2 separate regions of the Capsicum annuum genome follow, and region 2 is linked to region 1. A link is a contact called in public Hi-C data. All regions are on one chromosome and are shown on one strand. The core of a region is the stretch at or near the end of the contact, and the rest is flanking DNA. Distances in the headings are between cores, read along the strand shown.

Region 1 (6,687 bases), core at 1,807-4,306:
TAAATTTTTGATATTGTGATTTATAATATTCTTTCTATTTCAATTTATGTGGCACAATGCTTAAATAATAATAATAATTAATTAGGGGTGATATAGTAAAATTACGATTGAAACAATGAAGCATAGATATCTTAAATGACTTACAACAACTAATTAGAAGTGATATAGTGAAATTACTATAAAAATTACTTGTGAAAATTTTAAGTGGACTTCATATAAGACGTCGAATTAATTTAAAACATCAAAATTTAATTTATTATTTTTATATTTATTTTATTTTTATTAAATATTATTAATTTTTTAATACTTAAATGACTTATAATAATTAATTATGGGTGATATTTAATAAGACTATGGTTGAAGCAGCTGAAGCAAACATGTCATAAACGTTTATTTTACTTTTTTTATTGAATATTATTAATTTTTAATATATAAATAAATTATAATAATTAATTAGGAGTGATATAATAAAATCACGATTGAAGCAACTTAATCAGACATGTCATAAATGTTTATTTTATATTTTTTAATTAAATATAATTTATTTTTTAATACATAAATAACTTATAATAATTAATTATAGGTGATATAGTAAAATCATGGATTCAATATTATTAATTTTTCAATACATAAGTGACTTATAATAATTAATTGCAGGTGATACATTAAAATCACGATTGAAATAGCTGAAGCAGAAATCAGTCAACTTTTAAAAATTTTTGTTAATTATTGTTATTTACAGTACTTTTTATTTCATTTTCAAACAATATATGTTGCTTTATATATTCTTTTGTCCTGTCCCAATTTATGTGGCACTGATATAATTTTGATAGTCAATCAAATATTTTATGTTGACATATCATTTTATTATTCTTAATTTTCTAATATATAAATGACTTATAATAAGGGGTGATATAGTAAAATCATCGTTTGAAAGATGACAATTTAATTTAAAACATTAAGAGTTAATTTTGATATTTTATGTCTATTTTATTTTTTATTAAATATTATTTATTTTTCTTAATACCTAGATGACTCATAATAATTAATTAAGAGCGACTGGTTATGTTATCCAATAGCAATCATCGATAACTCACCGGAGTAGTATATTAATTAAATACGGGATGCTATATTTTGCATATGCAAAATATGATATTATTAAACAATATTGGATAGTGCATTATATTTATCTTTCACAATAATAAAATTTTACTATATATTTTTCTTTATTTCTTTTTAACTTGATACATATTGACCCAACACAAATTCTAAGAAAATATTCATTAGAAATTTATTTTATTAAATTAAATTTATTAATTTTGTACTTTAAAAATTTAAATTTAAGTTTAAATATTATTATTTTTATATAAAAAAAATTTTAAATTTAAATTAACTAAAATAAATAAATAAAAAGATTAATTTTTTATATAAAAGTCAATTAAAATAATAAAATTGATTTACTTTAAATATTTAGTTGCAATTAATTAAGATAATTTTTATTTCGTCATGATTTATGTTGCACTGATAAAATTTTGAGAGTTGAATAAAACTTTTATCTATTTTTAAAAAGGTATTTTAACTTGTTAATTATTGTGATTTATAATAATTTTTACGTAATTATCGAATATATTTACTCCTTGTGTCCCAATTTATGTGGCTTTGATACAATTTTGAGAGTCAATTAAAAATTTTATATATCTTTTAAATATTTTAAGTTGTTTTTTCTTTTGTCTCAATTTATGTGACATTGCTAAAATAATGAGAGTCAATAAAATTTCTCTATGTCTTTTAAATATTTTAAACCATTAATTATTATGATTTGTGGTAACAAATTAGTTTTGAACATGAAAGACAATTTAAAAAAAAAATTACTTTCAATATGTAGTTATAGTTAATTAATATAAATTAATAGAATATATTAACTATTTAAACCATATGATGAAACAATAGAATTATTATATATTGGGACATGATATGTAATTAAGTGGAAGTAGTTGGATTTTTTGGTAATTACATGAGGTGATCTTATTGGGACATGATATGTAATTAAGTGAAAGTAGTTGGATTTTTTGGTAATAGAAATAGAAATACTACTACATTTCATCTACACAAGAACAAAGCAACTCTATCAATTAAAACTAGACATGCGGGAAGAAATTATTATAAGAATTTATTTATGCTAGAATTTGAACCTTGATCTCCTGTGATCTTTCCCATTTTATTAATCGCGATGTCACCCTCTGAAGGGAGTTGCACGTATAAGCTTAGGGCTCGTATCAGGTATAATCCACGAATTAACTGGCATTATAAAGTGCTCTTGACACAATATTTGTTATTTACTTACTAGATATCAAAAGATAAATAAGAAAAAGCATGTATTTACAAGAAAAAACTCATACCCTAGAAAACTCTCTTACCATAAAAAATACTTTCCTTCGTACTTAACACACCCTTCATCTTAGCTTATGTTTTAGCAAGGTTCAAAGAAAGGACAGGCAATAAAGAATCGAAGAAAAATCACAATGTTAGTAGATGGTGGGTCTTTGCTTTTCTTTTCATTAATGAAACCTGTCAGTTATTATTACAAACTCAAACGAAAGAACAGAATTTGAATTTGGGAAGCTTGTTCAAAAGAAAAACAAGGCGCGTCAGTTAGAAAGGTTCAACCAGTGTTCGTTCAATCAAATAACATTCTTTTTCTTCTCAAGTAGAGGGGAGAGGGCTTTCTAACAAGGGTTTGGGGCCTATACACAACACCGCTCTACACTTTTCTTTTCATTAATGAAACCTGTCAGTTATTATTACGAACTCAGACGAAAGAACAGAATTTGAATTCAGGAAGCTTGTTCAAAAGAAAAACAAGGCGTGGACAGGTATGGAGCGTCAGTTAGAAAGGTGGTTCAACCAGTGGTCATTCAATCAAACAACATTCTTTTTCTTCTCAAGTAGAAGGGAGAAGACTTTCTAAACAACGCAACAAAATGATGAAATGAAGAAGAATGATTCTTTTTCTTCTCAAGTAGAGGGGAGAGGGCTTTCTAAGAAGGGTTGGGGGCCTATGAACACAACAACGCAACAAAATGATGATATGAAGAAGAATGAACGAGAGGCATCGGAGGAAGGACCGACTAACTTGCTGCTTGTGTTTGGTTAACAAAATGATGAAATGAAGAAGAATGAACGGGAGGCATCGGACGACGGACTGATAAACTTGTTACTTGTGTTTGGTTAACTACGTTACAGACATGGGGTTCATTATGCATAGACAAATAATAAGGTCATCAAAGAAGAGCAACACCCATATACTGAAAAATATTTAGTGCAAACTATATAAAGCTTTATAAATTTTAACTTAAATTACGGAATCTATACTACATAAAATTATACAATCTACAATTACATGATAAACAAAACTGTAACTATTCCATCTCTGAACATGCCAAAGATCCTTACCAACCAACCACACCCTTCGATGGTGATACACAGTCGAATCAGCAAAAGCGCAAAGCAGCTTCCAGTTCCTTCTCATCATCGCAGTTATATCCCAGTAAATAGGCTCGAGCTGAAGCAGTATAAGCAGCGGGGTAAGTGAATGGGCGCTCTGGTGGGGGTTTGAGAAATTGATATAACAGATGAAGAAGCTGCAACAGACATACCAAAGAGACCTGAGCCCATGAACGGTTCTGCTTCATCTGTCGCGCCAGCTTGTTGTTGGTCCTGTATTTCAAAAGACAAAGGAAGATTAGCTAAAGTAACTATAATGATTTACACACTATAGAAACAACAACATATCCAATAGAAAAAAATATTCAGAACATTTAACTCTTATATCTTTAGTTTTTTGACCTAAAATATACTGCCAAATGTATTAGATCCTCGAATTAAAAGCAGCTGTAAACAAGCTATGCATACACTTAAGACATTACATAAACTCTACCAGACGCAAATGATAAATAAGAGATTCCTGGACGGATGGAGATATCACTCCTAATGGAGCTAGGATCCAAGGGAAAAGACCACTGACAAAACACAATCCAACGAACCGTTGACTGATTGTTTATACCTTTTGTGCAACTTAGATTATATATCACCAAGTGAAAAAGATAAACCATACATTTATATATTGACACGATTTTCATCTTAGAATTGCAAGACTGACTTTCAAAAGAATAGCACATTTTATCACCTTCAGAAACAAGTGAACTAAAGCACATCAGTATTACCACTGTCTACTCATTCACAGAAAAAAGAATCTCACAAGTTTGAGAACATAAACTTTTTCATGTATCCTTGAGTTGACTCTGCACATTTTTCCGGAAATATTGAATTATAGAATTGCCATAAGCCACATGTAGGTTTCTTACCACATCTGATTCTGTTTCATCTGGTGACAGCAACATTCTATCAAAGCAACGGCCTGAAATAGTGCACACTAGCAGACCATTTGTAGGATCCATTACAACTTCCTTGCATGTGTCATCACAAACTGCGTCCAAACACATGAGAGAAAACCAATAAGCACAAAGTAATTACCCACAGGGGTCGATCTTTCAGACCATTAAATGACTAGTTTGCACTGTTGCAAACATCTTCTTACCATGAATATTTCCAGTTTTCTCACAGACAAATACATCGCCAATATGATGGTAAGCACATGTCTTTCCAGAACATGCATGATCATCGACCACGTTATCACCTAGACCTTTGTTTTTCTTCCAAATAGAGACTTGATCAGCAACGGTCTTATCGAGAATTATACGATCATCGTTCATCTGTATTTAAAACCAGAAGATAAGACGAATACATAGAAGACTACTTTTTGATAAGTAAAACCATAGAAGATTCTTGTAGAATGCACCTAAATGCAAATTAAAAACGTGGGATGAACCATTTCCTACTACTTTTATTTATTATTTTTGTTTTAGTATTTATTTTCACGAAACACATTGAGATAAGTAAATGTTCAAACTCAATGACACAGGAAAAGTTTTTGGATATGTAGAAAGTACTGGCATGTAACAAAATGCTCCTATGGTAGACACAGTAAAGCTGACAAGCTGTTATCCACATTTTCTATTCCTATTCTTCCCAACTGTTTTCTCTCAATTCTCATCTTTCTACCTTCGAAGTACTCTCTAAATTCCCTTCCAAGCCAAACCCTTTTCTTTGTCTTGTATTTTTCTCTTTTCCTTCAAGTTTTATTCAGGTAATTTCGGCCAGCAATTTTTGTGTTCCTAGGAAAAGACCACACTAACGAATTCCCTCAATCCTGCATTCAATCAATTTCTGGATGGAGTTCCTCAATTAATAGAGATAGAACAAACTACTACTCAGCTGGCTAATCACCTGATTCATCAAGCAAAATGGAGACTGACTCAAAAAAATGTATTCAGTATGGAAAAAGAGAGGAGGAGGAGGAAGGAGAAGAAGGGGTGAGGAATCTGGAGTACTAAGAATAGAGATTGGGATAAATCCCAACATTCAGCCTAGGTCAGGAAAGCGGCACAACTTATTTTGGAGTTCATTATGTAAGTTCATGGGAAGAAAAAGAGAAGTGTCTTCAAGGAAAATCATTTTTTATTACTGATTTAAGCAATAACATGCAAGACTATTGAAGTTTTATGTATATACTGTAATGGACTGTGCTTGCTTGGTGCATCGGGGAATAAACTTTTTAAACTATTCTTAAAAATAACCTTGAATTCTTCCTTCCCTATGGTATTTTGGATTGTCATATCCTCCATTAGGTTTCCAACTTTGAGATATTTTGTGCATCCTATTACCATCTATTCTCCCGGTTTCTCTCTGTGTTTTTAATTTCAATTTCTGTTTTCTGTTTTCTGTTATGGATATTTCTGTGGAAAATGATCAGTTCTTCACGGCCTTGTATAAGAGGAATGGTTAATGCATAAAAGAAAATACTAAATCCAAACAAAATTTCAACAAAAACGTAAACAAGAAAGCCAAAAAATGAATTTCAGGAAGTTTCTACAAGAAACACTAAAGAAAAAAAAATTTTAAATCCCAATCAGTAAGTCCTCCCTCAAGAAACCACACATCTAAATATCATAGATGCAAGGTCCAATTCTCACAACGCCCTTTCCTTTCACTTCCATAATCTTGAGCCTCACCTTACCCCAAATGTTTAAAAAGAAAGAATAAAATACATCCACCCAATTATGATTGATCGAGTAACCATAGGAATAAACTTTATCCCATAAGTCCAGTCAATAAATTATGGATTATTTTTTATTATATACAGATTAGGATTAAGTAACTAGAAACTTCGGAGAGAATACCAATTACCTGAGAAGGAAGAGGAGATTGGCTTCTTTTAGCAGTCTGCATTTGGATATAGTACTCCTTATATTCCATAGGGCAATTCCGGACGAACCCCACCATGTCCTCTGCATCACGCTGCAAAGAATCCATTTCTTTTTAATCTACAAGCTGCATACATCATTTCACAACTAAAGAAAATTTCTAGAGGCCCACTTTGTAGCTTGCGCTCTCCATTTCTTTCAATGTCCCATTAATTGACCTTTCTTCAGAATAAGAAAAATATCTTCTTCTTTTTGTTAAATCCGGCCATTCTTGATGACAGAAATGAGAAATTAGATGCCCTTGTCCCTTTCCTAATTTAGTAATGCTTTTTTACTTTAAGCCTAACCAAATGTTTTTAGTGCT
Region 2 (6,687 bases), core at 1,708-4,207, 110 kb after region 1:
TCCTTTTATTCAGAACAGTTGATCATATTTTGGCCTTTCCAGAGGGTGATTGTTGTTACTATAACTAAAGAAAGATTAAGCTAGCATTTGGACATAGATTCCCACATATTTTTGGCAAATCATTTTTGGGTTTGGCCATAGTTTTTGGAAAGAATATTAGACTTTTTTAAGAAATATGATTTATACCCATAAGTTCTGAAAACTATTAAAATTATTCAGAACTTTGTATTCTCATTTTATAATGAACATGTTCCATGATAAAAATTAAACTCATAAATTATAAGCTCCAACATAAATAACTTCACACATAAGTTTAGGAGCTACCGAAGTTTTCTCAACTCACAAAGGAGCATTTAGTTTTTGTATTTACATTACTTTTAACAAGTGCTATGCAACAATACTATTACATACTTGAGTCAAATATCAAAGATCAGTAATGTGGTTGGTTGGCATATAGATATTAGTTGGGATTACTAAATGGTGGAGAATTTTTATAAAATATTGAAGTTTGGGGTAAAGTTTATATTTTTAAAAGTTCCCAAGTAATAGAATTTGGCCCAAAAACTAGTTTTTTCTAGTGTTTGGAAATTTTGATTATATGCCAAATAATGACAAATTTTATGGCCAAACACTTTTTGCCAAATATTTCCCCGAATATTGCTTGGGATGTCTATGGCCAAACGGGTCTTAAACCTCCCCCCTCCCACCGGGACATTCACTATGAGTGTTGGTTATTCAAACAAGCTAAACTTAGTCATAACATGTATTAGGCTATGAGTGGAAACAATAATATTGCCCTTTCCCATGTTTCTTCAAGAGAGTATATGTCATGTTCTGGAACTCCACTTCAGATGCAGCCCAGCTATTTTAACCTACACTTTTTTTTGGATACATTACAAAAAGGAAAGTAACATGAAGGTTCTGCAGAATCCATTTTGTAACTAGCAATCACCACTAGTGAGTTATGATGTCACTGTTTAAATTAAAGGTAATCCAAAATTTTATGCTAGTATTAGCAAAGAGAGTTGGTAAGTACCATGATTAGAGATCAAGAATTGACTTGTTTCTTGGTACAAAAATTTTTCTGCAATTGCATCAGTGTAGCTACCGAAATACCTCAAGTTGATCACCAAGCAGTATGGTGAACCTCATAAAAATGGTGATTGAGATCTAAGGTTGGCCTTCTTAAGTGTGAATTATCGGAGTTAGTGTTGGCAGAATGAAATGTCATTTAGAGATATTGAACTGTATAAATACGGGAGGAACTCTCTGAAGGGAAAATTAATGACTCGTATATATCGTTCACTTAGCGTGAAAAGTGAATACTCCGTTGAGTGGCAAATATAAGATAGGGAGCATGGGTAGATCGTTAGCAGGCATTTTTCCCTCGGTAATTTCCTCAAAATCATTTCCTGGCGTTATCTCATTTCTGCTTTCTTTTTCTTCGTTGAAATGGGGCTAGGGGCTTAGTTAACATTTTTACATTTATTTTGCACTTGTTGGAGCAGATTGTACTGAAAGAAAGTTCATCACCACAAGATATGTTGAAGTCATTGTTTCATGTCAATTACCTATACTGGTTGGAGACAAATGCAGGAATCAAGTTGAGCAGTGTAGCTAATGACTGCAGGCCTGGGGGAAGGCTGCAGATATCTTTGGAGTATGTTGAGAGAGAATTTAATCATGTTAAAAGTGATGGCGAGGTAGCAGGTTGGGTAACTGACAGTCTCATCGCGAGGCCTTTGCCAAATCGAATTCGCTTGAATGATGCCGCTGCATCTTCTGTTGCGGAAGGGTGACCTTATATAGTACAAGACACGGTTTATCTGAACAAGCTGTTGTTGCCCAGACCCTGAGCTACCAAACCATCATTGATCCGTTCCTTTGGATTTGCTTCTACAGGTGGAAGTGATTGAAAACAACTGATGAAATACCCGTTTGGTGACTGTGGAATGAGCTTGAAATGGTATCCTACTGGAATGTGGATCAAGAATTGTACGATGCAATAAGCTGCTTGAATGGCTGGGTTCTTGTGAGTATCTGAATGCTTTATTTCATTGCTGCCTGCTATTCTATCAGTAGCTTAGAAGTTCCATTGATCTTGATCAGATAACACTGCAACATGTGGGACTCCTTCTCCTCCATTCTTTCATGGCTTAGTGATCTTCTTACTGATATTCTTTTTGTAAGTTTACACATAGAGTAAGCAGCATAATGGGAAATGGATGAAGTAGACCGAAACAAGTCGAGTTTGGTCACTTTTTTCCGCTGTTACGTTCAATTTTTGTGCTAATGAGCCAGTATGTTTGTGCTAACGACTAGTTATCTGTTCACCAGTCATCAAGAAGGTATGTTGAAGGTAAAATTTTAGTCTTATAAAATTGGGTCAGATTCAATGGTGAATCTGTATCTAAGTTTGGTGATTGTATAGCTCATACGTCATGCCATGTTGTTTTGGGCTCAATTTGAAAAGTTATCCTACCAAATTTGGATATGGTTCTTTAAAGCTCAGTTGAAAATTGAAGTTAATTTCTCTTTGCACTCTTTTAATATGTATTTTCCTGTCTGATGAGCATTATAATTTGTGGTGATTTATTCGGTTTTCTTGTATTTATGTTTAGATTCACTGGATCAAGTGCCCTAAGAAAGGTATAATCTTTCTATTTTTGTTGTTCGGCTCAATAGAACTGTTTAGAATCCTCTCTTAGCTTCCTCTTTCCATAGATATGCAGACTATAAAACGTCAATTAAAGATCCAAAGAGAAGATGTCTACTGTAGAAACTCGTTTAGCTCGTTCAAACTCTCATATTCTATCTCATCGATCTCTACAACTCACAAACTACAGAGGAGATGTAAACTGTACTAGGTAAGCCCCATATGACGAATCGTGGCTAAGTGACAGATGGAGGTTGGACTCAATCCCAAGTCTCTCACATGGAAGACCCATCTCCCGATCACTCAACCATGCCATTACGGACAATATACCTCCTCTTGTAACTATATCTACGCATCAATATCGATTAGAACATGCATGTTTCACGGTTTGTTGTTTCTAATGCATATAATTAAAAATAGGTGACGTGTTTGAAATGATTTTTGTTATATAATCCAAACAAACATTTGAAATAAAAGTTCAAGTAGTCAATCAACTAAGATAATATGATAAAAGTTCAAATAGTCAATCAAAATCTCAAGATTCTCCAAATTTTGAAGCTCTTATAATTGTTCCATATTTACAATCTTCTTTCCTAATGTTGATCCTACATTGTGTAGGACCTCTGGGTTGGGTGAGACGTGAATCCTTCAAATTCTGTATATTGGATTTTTTTTGGACAATTAAATCAAAGGTCAAACAACATAAATTGAGGCAATTTAGAGCTTAATTATATAAAATTCCGACATTTTACATAAGTACTGAAAGTTTTCATTTTGAGTCTGTCGAGATATATAATTAGCTTTCGATATATCTAATGAAGATACGTATTTTCCTTGTAAAGATACATAATTAGCCGTCAATACATTTTTTCTACTTTGGGTTTGTCGAGATATATAATTATTTTCCGATACATTCAACAAAGATAAATAATTGGTTGAAATTTTTGTAATTACTTTGTAAGGATAGGAATTTATGTAAATATAATAAGTTAAGGTCTATATTTATGTTATTTTTGCTTTAATGAAAGACAAAAATATATCAACAAACAGTCACTAATAAAATAAAAGAAAGATTCTTCCTTTAAATGGTGCGATAATGATGTATAGAGTAAATTTACACTTAATAATCTGCCGAACTAAATCCTAATTAGTATTACTTGATTTCATATCTTTCCTAAAACATTTAATTGATAGTCAAATTCATTTTGTTATATTCTTCGATCAATACTCCTGCAAATTTTGCAATAGTTTACTGTAATAATATCTGGGAATTTAAGGGAATCTTACACTTTATTTAATTTGTTATTACTCTACTGTCTCAAAATAAGTGTCACTTTAGCTCATTTCACGTTCATTAAAAAAATAATAAATACAAAATATAGTTTATTCTCTTCGTTCCTAATTTCGTCCTTACTCAAAATAGGTATTCCTTAATACTTGTCATTTCACAAATCAAAGCATAATTATTTTTTTCACATTTATTTTTAGTCATAAATATGGAGAGATATTAATATAATGTAAGAAAGAGATGTATTAAATAAAGATGAATAATAAATAAGGATAATTTAGTCAGATTACCTTCTAATTAAGTTTTTCTTAAGGGATGTGTAACTTAAAAAGATGACAAGTAAATAGAGATGGAGGGAATACTAAGTTATGTAAATAGAAATGGAGGGAATACTAAGTTATCTCTATTTATTAGAAGTTTTTTTTTTTTTTTAAAGAATTGAGCACTATTAAAAAGAATGATTAATAATTTTTGTCTTGAATTCCTAAAACGATGCTTATTTTGAAACATTATTTTGTTTGGTAAAGCGATATACTTATTTTGGTACAGAGGAAATATATATTGAATTAATCCCTTTAATATTTTCATATTTTTACGTCTATATTTAGAATCAGCAGACGATGAAGACGATGGCTATGTAGTGTGTTACATGCATAATGAAAACACAAGAGAATCAAGTTTTATGGTGATGGATGCCAAGTCTCATGATCTTAAAATCGTCTCGCCGTGTGCCTTATGATTTTCATGGGATATTCATAAAGGAAAGTGATCTTAATATAAAAATAAAAAAGGTAATCCGGCGCACTAAAGCTATCGCTGTGCGCGGTGTCGGGGAAGGGCCCCACCACAAGGGTGAAAATCAAGGGGTTCGAATTTGGTTCAGATAGTATTTATGGTTCTAACTTTTTTTTTTTAGTAATCGACTAACACTTCAATCCGGCCTAGTATCATGCAACCTATAATTTCATTTATCGAAGAATTAGTCTGGAAAAATCGTAGCGAGGGATGTGCGCATTATAAAGGAAAATATTCTTCATAAAAAGTACTTGTTTAGAAAAATAAATGAGGTTTTACTTCCTTTTTTTCTTCTTTGTGGGGGGTGGGGGGTGGGTGGGAGGGGAGGGGTGTTAGACGCGAGTATTATCTAGGATAACATTTATATATAATTTAGATAAATATAATGAGAATGAGGTAGGGGTGAGGACAACAAAAATGAGAATGAAAATGAAGTGTATTGAACATAATTAATATAAAATTCTTTTATGAAATTTATTTTTCCTACTTTTCAAATTATAGCCGCCGGTCAAAATTTAACGAATCGAAAAAAACTTGTAAATAATTTAACAAAAAAAATATAGCATGAAGGTACACCAACTTGTTGCTATGTATAAAGCTTGTGAAACATTGAACAAGTGTAAATTTTTCATATTTCTATTGTGCATATCCAAAGGTCTATTTTGCAAACTTCCATAAATAAGGACAAATTATAAACAAGTGCCTCAAATTATCCTATATTTGTGCAAATCTGTCAAGCCGTGGAAACAATCTTTAACAAAAATGCAGGATAAAGCTGTATACAATAGGTCCTTGTGATCTGATCCTTTTTCGAATCTCGTGCATAACAAAAGTTTTAATACATCGACCTGCCTTTTAGATAAATTTAGCTCACCATATATTGGGACATATTTAAATTCTAGCCATGAAAGGCTATTTGTGCAAATGTCAAAATTCTATTGTCTCTATCAGGAAATTGCATGCCATAGACCCAAATATGAGTGACTTTAGATATTTGACCCCAATAAAAAATGTCTTTGAAAAATAACCTTCCTTACTTTTTAAGTATAATACAACTATCATTTTGTCCCTCTACACTTCAAATATATTTTTAAAATTTTTCATACTTATTTGTCTCTCAAATTTTATCTTTTATTATTTTCACTTTTATTTATTTCTTAAATTTTATTATTCTATTTTTTATTTTTTTCATTAATTTTATTTTTATTTTTTAATTCATTTGTCTCAACATTTATTTTTTTCTCTTTTTTCTTTTTTCCCAAGCATTATCTATTTCTTTTTTTTTTCTTTTTAATTCATTTATCTTTAACCTTTATTTTTCTTTTATTTTTGATTTTTATCAGTTCTTTTTTTCCCCTTATTTTTCTCAGACTTTATTTTTATTTTTTCATCTCATTTTTTATTTTCTCAATTTTTAAAATTCTTCGTTTTTTCTTAATCTTTTTTTTTTGCCTTTTTTTTCTCACTTTTTTTTTATATATTTTTCTATTTTGTTTGATCGATTTTTCTTTTTTTCCAGTTCTCTTTTTTCCCTCGTTTTTCTCAAACTTTATTTTTATTTTTCCTCTCATTTTTATTTTTCTCAATTTTTTTAGTTCTTCATTTTTTTCTTCATCTTTATTTTTTTCTTTCCTTTTTTTCTCAATCTTTTTTTTTATTTCTCTATTTTGTTTGATCATTTTTTTTCTTTTTTCTCAACTTCTAATATATTTTGCTAATAAATAAAAAATTGGATAATCCGCAAAGGTATCTTCTTTTTTTGACATCAAAGCAAATTTAAGGGCATGAATTGTTGATACGAAGTTCTTTGAAAATTCTTGAGATAGGTCGTGTCTCTAATGCGAGAGTTGTAGAATATTTCATACATAAAGACATAATGTGGCAGTGTCAACTCTTGCCCGTGGAGCATAGTTTATTATTTGAAAGTTCTTGAGCTAAGTCTTGCCTC

Evidence for each region. Hi-C and Micro-C count contacts between places; a contact is called where the count stands out from the background.
Region 2: a contact with region 1 is called in a Hi-C map of leaf, with 2.1 times the contacts expected there. The contact joins two enhancer-like sites. A contact is called at or near these places in 2 of 5 Hi-C or Micro-C datasets (leaf and placenta).

The regions. Positions count from the first base shown.
Region 1 is chr1:249,680,330-249,687,016 of UCD10Xv1.1, forward strand. LOC107853043 (F-box protein SKIP31) reads right to left here. Exons shown (of 9, transcript XM_016698061.2): 5 at 6,307-6,417; 6 at 4,598-4,772; 7 at 4,365-4,486; 8 at 3,657-3,717; 9 at 3,304-3,562. The coding sequence ends at 3,492. Among protein-coding and RNA genes, the nearest start is that of LOC107853042, 6.0 kb to the left of the region's middle. Within about 2 kb of position 3,057, at least 4 of the 5 cell types and tissues checked have an H3K27ac peak or open chromatin away from gene starts, as enhancers often do. A contact at or near this core is called in leaf, where this site is marked.
Region 2 is chr1:249,793,159-249,799,845 of UCD10Xv1.1, forward strand. It overlaps LOC107862867 (protein root UVB sensitive 1, chloroplastic), which reads left to right. Exons shown (of 9, transcript XR_007048563.1): 7 at 1,903-2,032; 8 at 2,622-2,649; 9 at 2,725-3,075. Among protein-coding and RNA genes, the nearest start is that of LOC124892635, 5.6 kb to the right of the region's middle. Within about 2 kb of position 2,958, at least 2 of the 5 cell types and tissues checked have an H3K27ac peak or open chromatin away from gene starts, as enhancers often do. A contact at or near this core is called in leaf, where this site is marked.